2 separate regions of the Zea mays genome follow, and region 2 is linked to region 1. The links are chromatin contacts, called in public Hi-C maps. All regions are on one chromosome and are shown on one strand. Each heading gives the region's core, a stretch centred on a gene start, on an enhancer-like site or on the middle of the called end of the contact. The rest is flanking DNA. Distances are from core to core; before and after follow the strand shown. Region 1 holds the start of LOC100273976. Region 2 holds the start of LOC100277720.

Evidence for each region. Hi-C and Micro-C count contacts between places; a contact is called where the count stands out from the background.
Region 2: a contact with region 1 is called in a Hi-C map of tassel, with 2.3 times the contacts expected there. The contact joins the promoter of LOC100277720 here to the promoter of LOC100273976 in region 1. A contact is called at or near these places in 2 of 25 Hi-C or Micro-C datasets (ear and tassel).

Annotation. Positions count from the first base shown.
Region 1 is chr2:23,471,185-23,475,501 of Zm-B73-REFERENCE-NAM-5.0, reverse strand. LOC100273976 reads right to left here and starts at 2,241. Exons shown (of 10, transcript NM_001148362.1): 1 at 2,083-2,241; 2 at 915-1,028; 3 at 770-839; 4 at 505-656; 5 at 46-147. The coding sequence starts at 2,136.
Region 2 is chr2:23,630,686-23,635,002 of Zm-B73-REFERENCE-NAM-5.0, reverse strand. It overlaps LOC100277720, which reads left to right and starts at 2,491. Exons shown (of 2, transcript NM_001151216.2): 1 at 2,491-3,114; 2 at 3,324-3,677. The coding sequence starts at 2,659. The coding sequence ends at 3,500. LOC103646142 reads left to right here and starts at 1,076. Exons shown (of 3, transcript XM_020548212.1): 1 at 1,076-1,345; 2 at 1,569-1,689; 3 at 1,876-2,326. The coding sequence starts at 1,158. The coding sequence ends at 1,947. LOC100502247 reads right to left here. Exons shown (of 6, transcript NM_001196724.1): 6 at 3,819-3,980. The coding sequence ends at 3,903.

The sequences.
Region 1 (4,317 bases), core at 992-3,491:
TTCATCTTTGCAGGGAACTTAGCTTAAGCTAGCAAAGATGTTCACCTGTGCTTCAGCTTCTTGCCTCGTTCTGTCATATCTCTGGGCCATATGTCTGGCATCCTCTAAAGGTGCACCCATAACCATCGCCCGCAGTGGCTCTGCCACCTAGAATTTAAATAAAAGTATTAGTCAGTTTGTCAGAAACCTATTTACCCAGGCTATAAATTTCAGTGTAAAGACTTAAAAAATAAAAATAAAACTGTTCGATTATGCTTCAAATATAGCAGAAATTATGAGAAACAAAATCACGCTTCAATTAGTATCAGCAGGTATTTACAAAATTTCTATATTTATGTAGAGACAATTATGGCTTAATAGTCAAGATATTAACAACTGCAAACAACAAAGAAAATCAGCAGACTAAGGAAAATCTATTTTGGAGCGTCAAACAAAATAATTTATTGCAGTTTCATTACGATTTAGTAAGCAAGGTAAAGAAAATCCAGCATTAGGAACACAGACCTGTGTGCCAAATGCTTTCAACATATTGCCACGCTCCTTTTCCATCTGTGAGCGTGCCTTTCCGAAATATGTAGCAGCTTTGGACAAAGTATCACCACTTGTACATGTGTTTCCAACACCGTATTTCTGGCTGTCATCAGACAATTTATTCCCTAATACAGATTGCACACCTTAGCAGTTAAGATCAGTTTTACTCAGATAACAATATAACTGACAAGTTCTGCTAAAAAAACTCCATAACTGATAGATAGTATGAATGAACTACCTATTTCGACTTGTTTAGATCCTGTGACTATATAGCCCTCCACGCCCCGAACAATGTCCCTTTGAAAATGCTAGCAAGGATGCCAATGTTTAATCAGATTAGAAGGTAAAGAGAAAAGGAGACAAGAAATATGCCTTGTTCATACTTTAGCAGCACGAGTCGATAAGTAAAGCTTTTCCAATCTCTGATGCAGTTTAACCTCTGACTCATCTGTAAACGCATTATCAGAATTCCCGTAGCCAAACTGCTTGAACACACCCTGCAGTGGTGTCGTTAAATATAAAGTTATATTACTTGTAACGAGTTAAAAAAAGGTAAGACTCTTGGATATACTTAAATGGGTAAATTCATATGCTAATTTGGTGCAACCAAATCAGTAAGATAAAGAATGAAGCAAATGTTACATGTGGCATAAATAGGTGATCACTAAGAGTATGGTGAACCATAGTAACATGGAAAAAATAAGCAAACAGCTTCAAGGCATGAATCTCTATTTTAAGCGTTATATATGTAATTCAAGGCAGACACGCGAATGTACAGCAAATTCTGCAAAATGCAAAAAAAAAGGCATTGCAGTTCAGTGTCACATTCAGATATCCAGCTGAGAATCCCAAAATCAGCTTACCCAGCTGATCTTATATCATACTAAAGCCTAAATCTACATGCCCAAATATAACATGATGGACATCTGATTGTTCCCAATTACTGTTCATGTTGGATTTTTTAACCGGCCTGTATATGCTTTTGTAACGTCCTATTAGGTTTAACTTGGGCGTTCCCAAGACAATGCAACTCCCTGATTCGATCTACCATTTCGAGTTTGTTAACGGCAAATGCAAAGGAACAGCTGAACAGAAAAGTGCAGCTGATCAAGTTGAGGCTGCTTTTTATTTCGACAACGATGCACATGGATTGGCAGGTAAAGTTCAAGGTCCTTTTTATTTCGACAAGGAATGAAGGAAATCATGAACGACACTTCCAACAAAGAGAAATATAAGTCAGCCAGCCAATTCGATCACAGCCTCGTGTCTCTCGAAACTGCAACTCGGCGCCCGCTTCTCAGGACCAACATAAGTTAAATAACTTGAAAAAAAATATGAAGCGGCTATAGCTAGATCCTACGCAGGCAATTTGGCATCAGAAATCAGAAACCGGGAAAAAACATCAAGCGTGCTAGCATAAACTCCCCCTCCAGGTCCAGGCGACACAGCTCATCAGAGATTCAGAGCCCACGGCAATCCCTGTCCACGCTTACGCTTACGGGTGCTTAGATGGATCGCGATTTGCGAGAGGCGGATAAGCGCGCGACTGACCTGCCGAGAGACCTGGTCCTTGAGCCTGGAGGCCTGCTTCCACAGCGCCTCCATGGCGGTAATAGGGCGCGGCGGGCAGGCGGCGAGATCGGGACGAGACGGCGAACCGGTCCTGCGGAGGGGACGAGCCGACGACGACCTAGGTCGGTTCGTTCGGTTGGATTGCTTCGTTCGTCTGACTCCCCCAGAGGCGCTTTCGCGGTGGTTAGCTTCCCGCACGGCCCTTTCACACCCAGCCACCCAGCCACCAGACCCCTGTGATGAAACCGCGTTCTCGCTCGCTCGGTCGCCCCATCGGCCCGGGACAAAAAGCAGCGCATTCTAAGAGCATCTCCAAGAGAGGCTCTAAACATGGTCCTATTTTAAGGGCCTGTTTGTTTACCCCAATGTATTATATAATCTGGATTATTTTTGGAGGATTATATAATCTGAATTATATAATTTGGATTATATAATCTGAGTAGTCCTGTTTGTTTATCCAGATTATCTGGCGTGTTTCTGTTGGGCGGCGGGCTTCTCCGATCCGATAGGCGCAAAAACGATTCGGTAGATTATAATGGCAATGGTAGGTAATTTCTAGAAAACTTGAAAGGGTAGTGGGGAAGTGGGAAAAAAATAATCTGAAATAAGCACCTCCTCACTTGCTTATGGATTATTATAATCCAAGGGGTTAGATTATATAATCTGGGCAAATAAGCTAGACTGTTTGTTTGCCTTTTAGGATTATTTAATCCAGATTATATAATCTGGGGGTAAACAAACAGGCCCTAAATATAGGGCTCAAAACCATAAAACATCCTTCCAACAGCGGCCCTATTTTATAAAATTTCATCAAATGGTTATAGGGCCCGGTCTCTCGGGTCCTAAATATAGTACCCATATAGTGGAGCCCTATCCTCATTTCCACTTAATCTCCAACCATTTATTTCCTAATATTATGATTTATTTCCTAAATAGCATTATTTAAGGCATGACTATTGGAGTAAACATTTCTTTTGAGACCCTAAACATTCTAAATATGGTCCTTTTTCAAATTTTAGGACTCTATTTTAGGGTTTGTTGTTGGAGATGCTCTAACAAGTGGTTTGTCCGTGCTAACAGGCTGCAGGAGCAGGACTCGAGGAGGGTGGGCAGCGGTGCGGCCGGGGCCGACGGACGAGTTGTGTACTTGTGTTATGTGTCGTTGAGATATCTACAGTTCTACACTTCTCACTTCTAGAGTGTGTTTGGTTTTACGACGGGGTGGATTCAGGACGGAAGTTTAGGAGGGGGTAAAGTTTAACGTGTGGCAAAGACATAGCAATATAATAAAGCTATGTTTGCAACCCTTTAAAGTTTAGTTAGCTACTAAATTAACTATAGAGATTCCAAACATCCTAGCTAATATCCGGTTAATTATTAGCTAACTTATAAATAGCAATTAGTTCGTTAACTAACTCAACTAATAAATTAATATCTAGCTAACTATTATCTATAGGAGTTTCAAACATCCTTTTTAACCAATTAGACAACTTCGGAGTCAATTAATCAAGTGGGTAAGGGGACGAGGATCCTTTTCAGCAGTTGATGGAACTTTCCTTGTATGACACAAACAATCTGATTCACTGTTGGATGAAAATGAGTCACTCAAATGCGGATCCGGTGTTGGACGAGGACACCGAGAGTGACACCTCATTACCATCAAGCATCGTGGCTCAAGGCACTTCAAGAGAAAAAAATATTGAATGGACTCCGAAGAACGTGGGAGACACTCACATGGGTAAGCGAAAGGTGCAGTTCGTGTTACCAAAAGTGAGAAAATAGGACAAAAAATGGTGGCAAGCGATGATAAGACCGAAAGTGGTGATAAAATGCCACTATATCAAGAGTCTGCCGATAGCAGTTCAGCGACATCTTCTGCTGATGGTGGGGTGGGGGTGCTAGCGATGTCGATGATAGTGGTGAAGATGATGATGATTCCAAGATGGCGCCTCCGATACATTTCACATGCAACATTAAATTTGGTTCTCGATAAATTAGTGATGGATACCTAACCACATTTTCATAACTTTATAAGGGAGTGTCTCAGCTCAAGTACGTCACACAAGACCAAGATCACAATGTTGGGGCGAAAGAGAAGACACTACCCTTCGCTCGATGCCTTCGTCGCCTCGCTTCACCAATGATGCCAAGGACGCCGGTCTGATGAGGACTTCGGGACTGGACTCCGCGGCAGCCCTTCGCTCTTCTCCATTG
Region 2 (4,317 bases), core at 1,242-3,741, 160 kb before region 1:
ATAATAATAATTTACGGACCCCAGTTAATAATGTGTAAGGGGTATTATTGGTGAGGACGGTTAGGATCTATCAAACTAGATAATTAGAAATTCCTGATTATTACGTGAATTTATGATGATTTACATTTTTCCTAAGGCGCATATGAGAATTTACGTGAAGACTCATTAGTAGTAGTAAGATTTTTTTTTTATCTTAGCACCGTTATGAAAAGGAATTATGTGAGAATAGAAGTAGGGGTGATGATGGATCGCTATTCAAATATTTCTTCATAATTTATTAAAACTCTAGATTATTTTTAGTTAAAGATAAATAAAAATAGAGTCCGATTCTTACTTGGTGGCAGAAACGCGTACCATAGCTGAGACGAAAATTAGTCCAGTCGGCATGCCAATCCTTAAATCGAGTGCAGGGAACATCAATATGTAATAGAACAGGTTGCCATTAGGTGCTGTTTGGTTCGGCGATTTTCTTCCGTGATAGCTTCATAGCGTGAGCAGAGATCCTGTTCCTGCATGTTTGGTTCGACTCAGACGGAATCGTTAGCGACATAATCAGATATGGATATGCACAACCACGATATAAGCCCACTCCCCAGCGGGGTCGAATACACCCGTTACGATGCAATCAAACAAATAAACCTTGCTTTCCGTTACGATGCAACCGTTAGCGTCGGGATGCACTCCATTTGCGTTGGCGTGTTTACAAACCAAACACCACCTATTTCTAGAGGCTATTGACGTAGGAGTACTGCGCAGTGCCTTCTTCTGATTAAAAAAAAAACAAATACTGCTTCCCAGCAAATAAGAGCTTTTTTGGAAGCAGCAAGGCATTGACAAATTCAGATCTGTGGATCAGGCAAACGAATGACGAAGCAAGAAGTCAGCAATATGCAGGTCGGTGAACGAGTAAAGGGATTGGTATCAATCCTACGTGTTCGTGGACGTCAAAGTCATTCCTGAATTTGCTCAGAGCCACCATTTCTTGCCAGACTAGCTTGTTTGTTTCCCGTCATGGTGGGCTGGTGGCCACGGGACCCTAGCTATATATACATGACCTTTCTGCCTCTTGGCCTGGACGAGAAGTGTCGTTGTTTCACCGATCAAACCTTGTTTTCCGACAAAACACGGCTGCGTTGACTCTCCGCCGCAAAACCTCTATGGATTTCCACGAGAAGGATGCGCGCAGCTATGACGCGCATGGCCCTGCTCCCGCCCTCCCCCTCGTCCGCCTGAACCACGTCTCGTTCCAGTGCGAGTCCGTGGAAGCATCGGTCGGCTTCTACCAGCGCGTGCTTGGCTTCGAGCTCGTCAAACGCCCGGCGTCCCTCGACTTCGGAGGAGCATGGTGAGCAGCCATTTCGCACTACATATATACCACTGCCTAGCTAGTGCCTGTTTCTTGTCCATCGATTTATTATTATTATTATTATTATTATTATTATTATTATTATTATTATTATTATTATTATTATTATTATTATTATTATTATTATTATTATTATTATTATTATTATTATTATTATTATTATTTTCGCCAAGGTGAGGTCAACTCGTTGCGTGCTTTCCAGGATGCACAGGTACGGCATGGGGATATATCTACTGCAGCGCGGCTCGGATTCGTCGCCCAACGCTCCGGCAGCTGCAAGACCGCCGGCGATCAACCCCAAGGGCAACCACATTTCCTTTCAGGTGACCACCAGAGCGCTCTCGCAGAATTAAGAAACTGGATAGGCAGCCAAATTTAGTCCAATCCAAGCAGAGAGGATCCTTGCTCTCGCGCAGAGTTGACCTGCTTAGTTAGTACGAGTACTTAGTAGTAGCAGTAACCAGTAAGCACCCGCTGATCGGGTGTGCTCGTTTGGCAATGGCGTGCAGTGCACGGACATGGGGCTCATGAAGACGAGGCTGGGTGACATGGAGCTGGAGTTCGTGGCGGCGCGGGTGTGAGACGGCGAGACGGTGGTGGAGCAGCTCTTCTTCCGCGACCCAGACGGCAATGTGGTCGAGGTCTGCGACTGCGAGAAGCTCCCCGTGATACCCCTCGCAGATGCAGGCAGCACCGGCCTTCTTCCAAATACGCTGCTGCTGCCGGTGGAAACGAACTTGCATGGCTAGTTCGTGGTGCTTGCTCATTGGTTGCTTAGCACGATTATTTGATTCGTGTGATTAGATTTGTGAGCTGTAACAATACTGTAATAACAGGCAGTTCTGCACGCTATTGTACATATGTTGCAAGTGTCCGTACGTAGTGTAATGTGTATGTACAGGTTCGGAGATTGCCGGGTTAGGCGTCTTCCAAGCTGAATTTACGTAGTGTTGTGCGTAATGCTTGTGCAATGGCGATGAAAGCTGGTGCTCTTCAGTACTCTGTGCGAGACTGACGACAAACCGCGTACCCCGAAATCGCAAGGCAACCGCCGCACCAGCGTTCAGAGCCCAATGAGTCTGGAAGCCTGCTTGGCCCAATGGTGCGCTGTGCAAAAGTGCAAACCGAAACCGAAGTCAGTGGCAGAAACGGCCCTTATCCACACACACAAAAAAGTACGCGACACAAGCCACGCTCTCCGCTTGTGGCTAAGCTGCTGCACGCGCGGAACGACAAAAATCCAGCACTAGCCAAAGCACAGGCGAAGAAGCAGGCGAGAGGCCACCACAAACATGGCGACCACGGCGTTTCTACCCCCGGCCAAGCTGCCGCTGCAGGGGCGTCGGTTCGCTAGCCCCAAAACGGCGGGACGTATCAGCGTCAGGGTCCCTCCGGCGCGAGCGCAGCAAGAGCAGCAGGTGAAGGAGGAGGAGGCCGAGGTGGCGAGCGTGCCGCCGCCACAGGACGCGGAGAAGCAGGCGAGGAAGGGGGACGCGCAGTCCCTGCCGCGGCAGCCTTTGGCGGAGAGCAAGAACATGAGCCGCGAGTACGGCGGGCAGTGGCTGAGCAGCACCACGCGGCACGTCCGCATCTACGCTGCGTACATCGACCCGGTGACCAACGCGTTCGACCAGACGCAGATGGACAAGCTGACGCTCATGCTCGACCCCCAGGACGAGTTCGCCTGGACCGACGAGGCCTGCCAGATGGTCTTCAACGAGTTCCAGGACCTCGTCGATCACTACGAGGTAACCTCTGTAGTTGCTCCCACTCCAACAGCTCCGATAGTAGATAAAAAAAATTTGAATTGAATCTCTTGTTGTCTGAAATTCGTACGGTCATTTCCCCCCTTTTCATCTACTTTAGAGCCACTCCTGCCAAAAAAATAAAACATACGGTCTTGGCAAAAGAAGTGATCGGTAAGAGGATAGCTGAGCTCGTTTCTGCTTTGAAACAGGGGGCTGAGCTGTCGGAGTACACACTTCGGTTGATCGGGTCAGACCTTGAGCACTACATCCGCAAACTGCTGTACGACGGGGTGATCAAGTACAACATGAGGTCCAGAGTCCTCAATTTCAGCATGGGCAAGCCTCGCATCAAGTTCAACAGCAACCAGATACCAGAAAAGATATAGAATGTACTTATCCAACGCCCTTAAAAGAATGGTTTCTCTCCATTCGATTACCGAGCAAGATGTATACTCTGCAGTCCCAGATACGATCCAGAGCATTCCAGAATTCATATTACGCAGATGCAAAGCCATACACCGATTCTGTTGGCAGAATTTTGTCACCCCTGCACAGTAATAACCACATAACGAGAGTCTGGGCAAAATAAGGGTTTGCTCGAGTTTAGATACCCCTTCTGTTTCTAGGGCACTCGAATTGGGTTACAGTACACAATACCATAGTTTCTGCTAATAGATACGTATCACCGAATACCACATGAGGTCAGAGAGTTGCACAGAGACGACCGCGCTAACTTACCAAACGACTTTCTGAACTGGATGGAGTAATGGCTAGTATGGGTAAACCCTCTACAAACATTCCATGACAACTCGGTACTTTTTAAATTCATCGCTCCATGGTCTGAATTGGTCTTCTAGCTCAATGTTCTACAGAAGCATAAAGATACAGTAAGGGCTAGTTTGGGAACCTCAATTTTCTAAGGGATTTCTATTTTTCCATGGGAAAATGAACTAATTTCCCTTGGAAAAATAGAAATCCCTTAGGAAATTGGGTTCCCAAACTAGCCCTAAATAATTAAAATTAGGGAACACCACCATGCTATGCTGCTGCTGAGTACTTCGTCCCGAATTATAAGATGTTTTGGCATTTCTAGATTCGTAGCTTTTACTATGTACCTAGACCCTAGATAAAAAATCGCTAGATGCGTAGAAAAAGTTATGAATCTAGAAAAGACAAAAACAACTTATAATTTGGAACTAATAG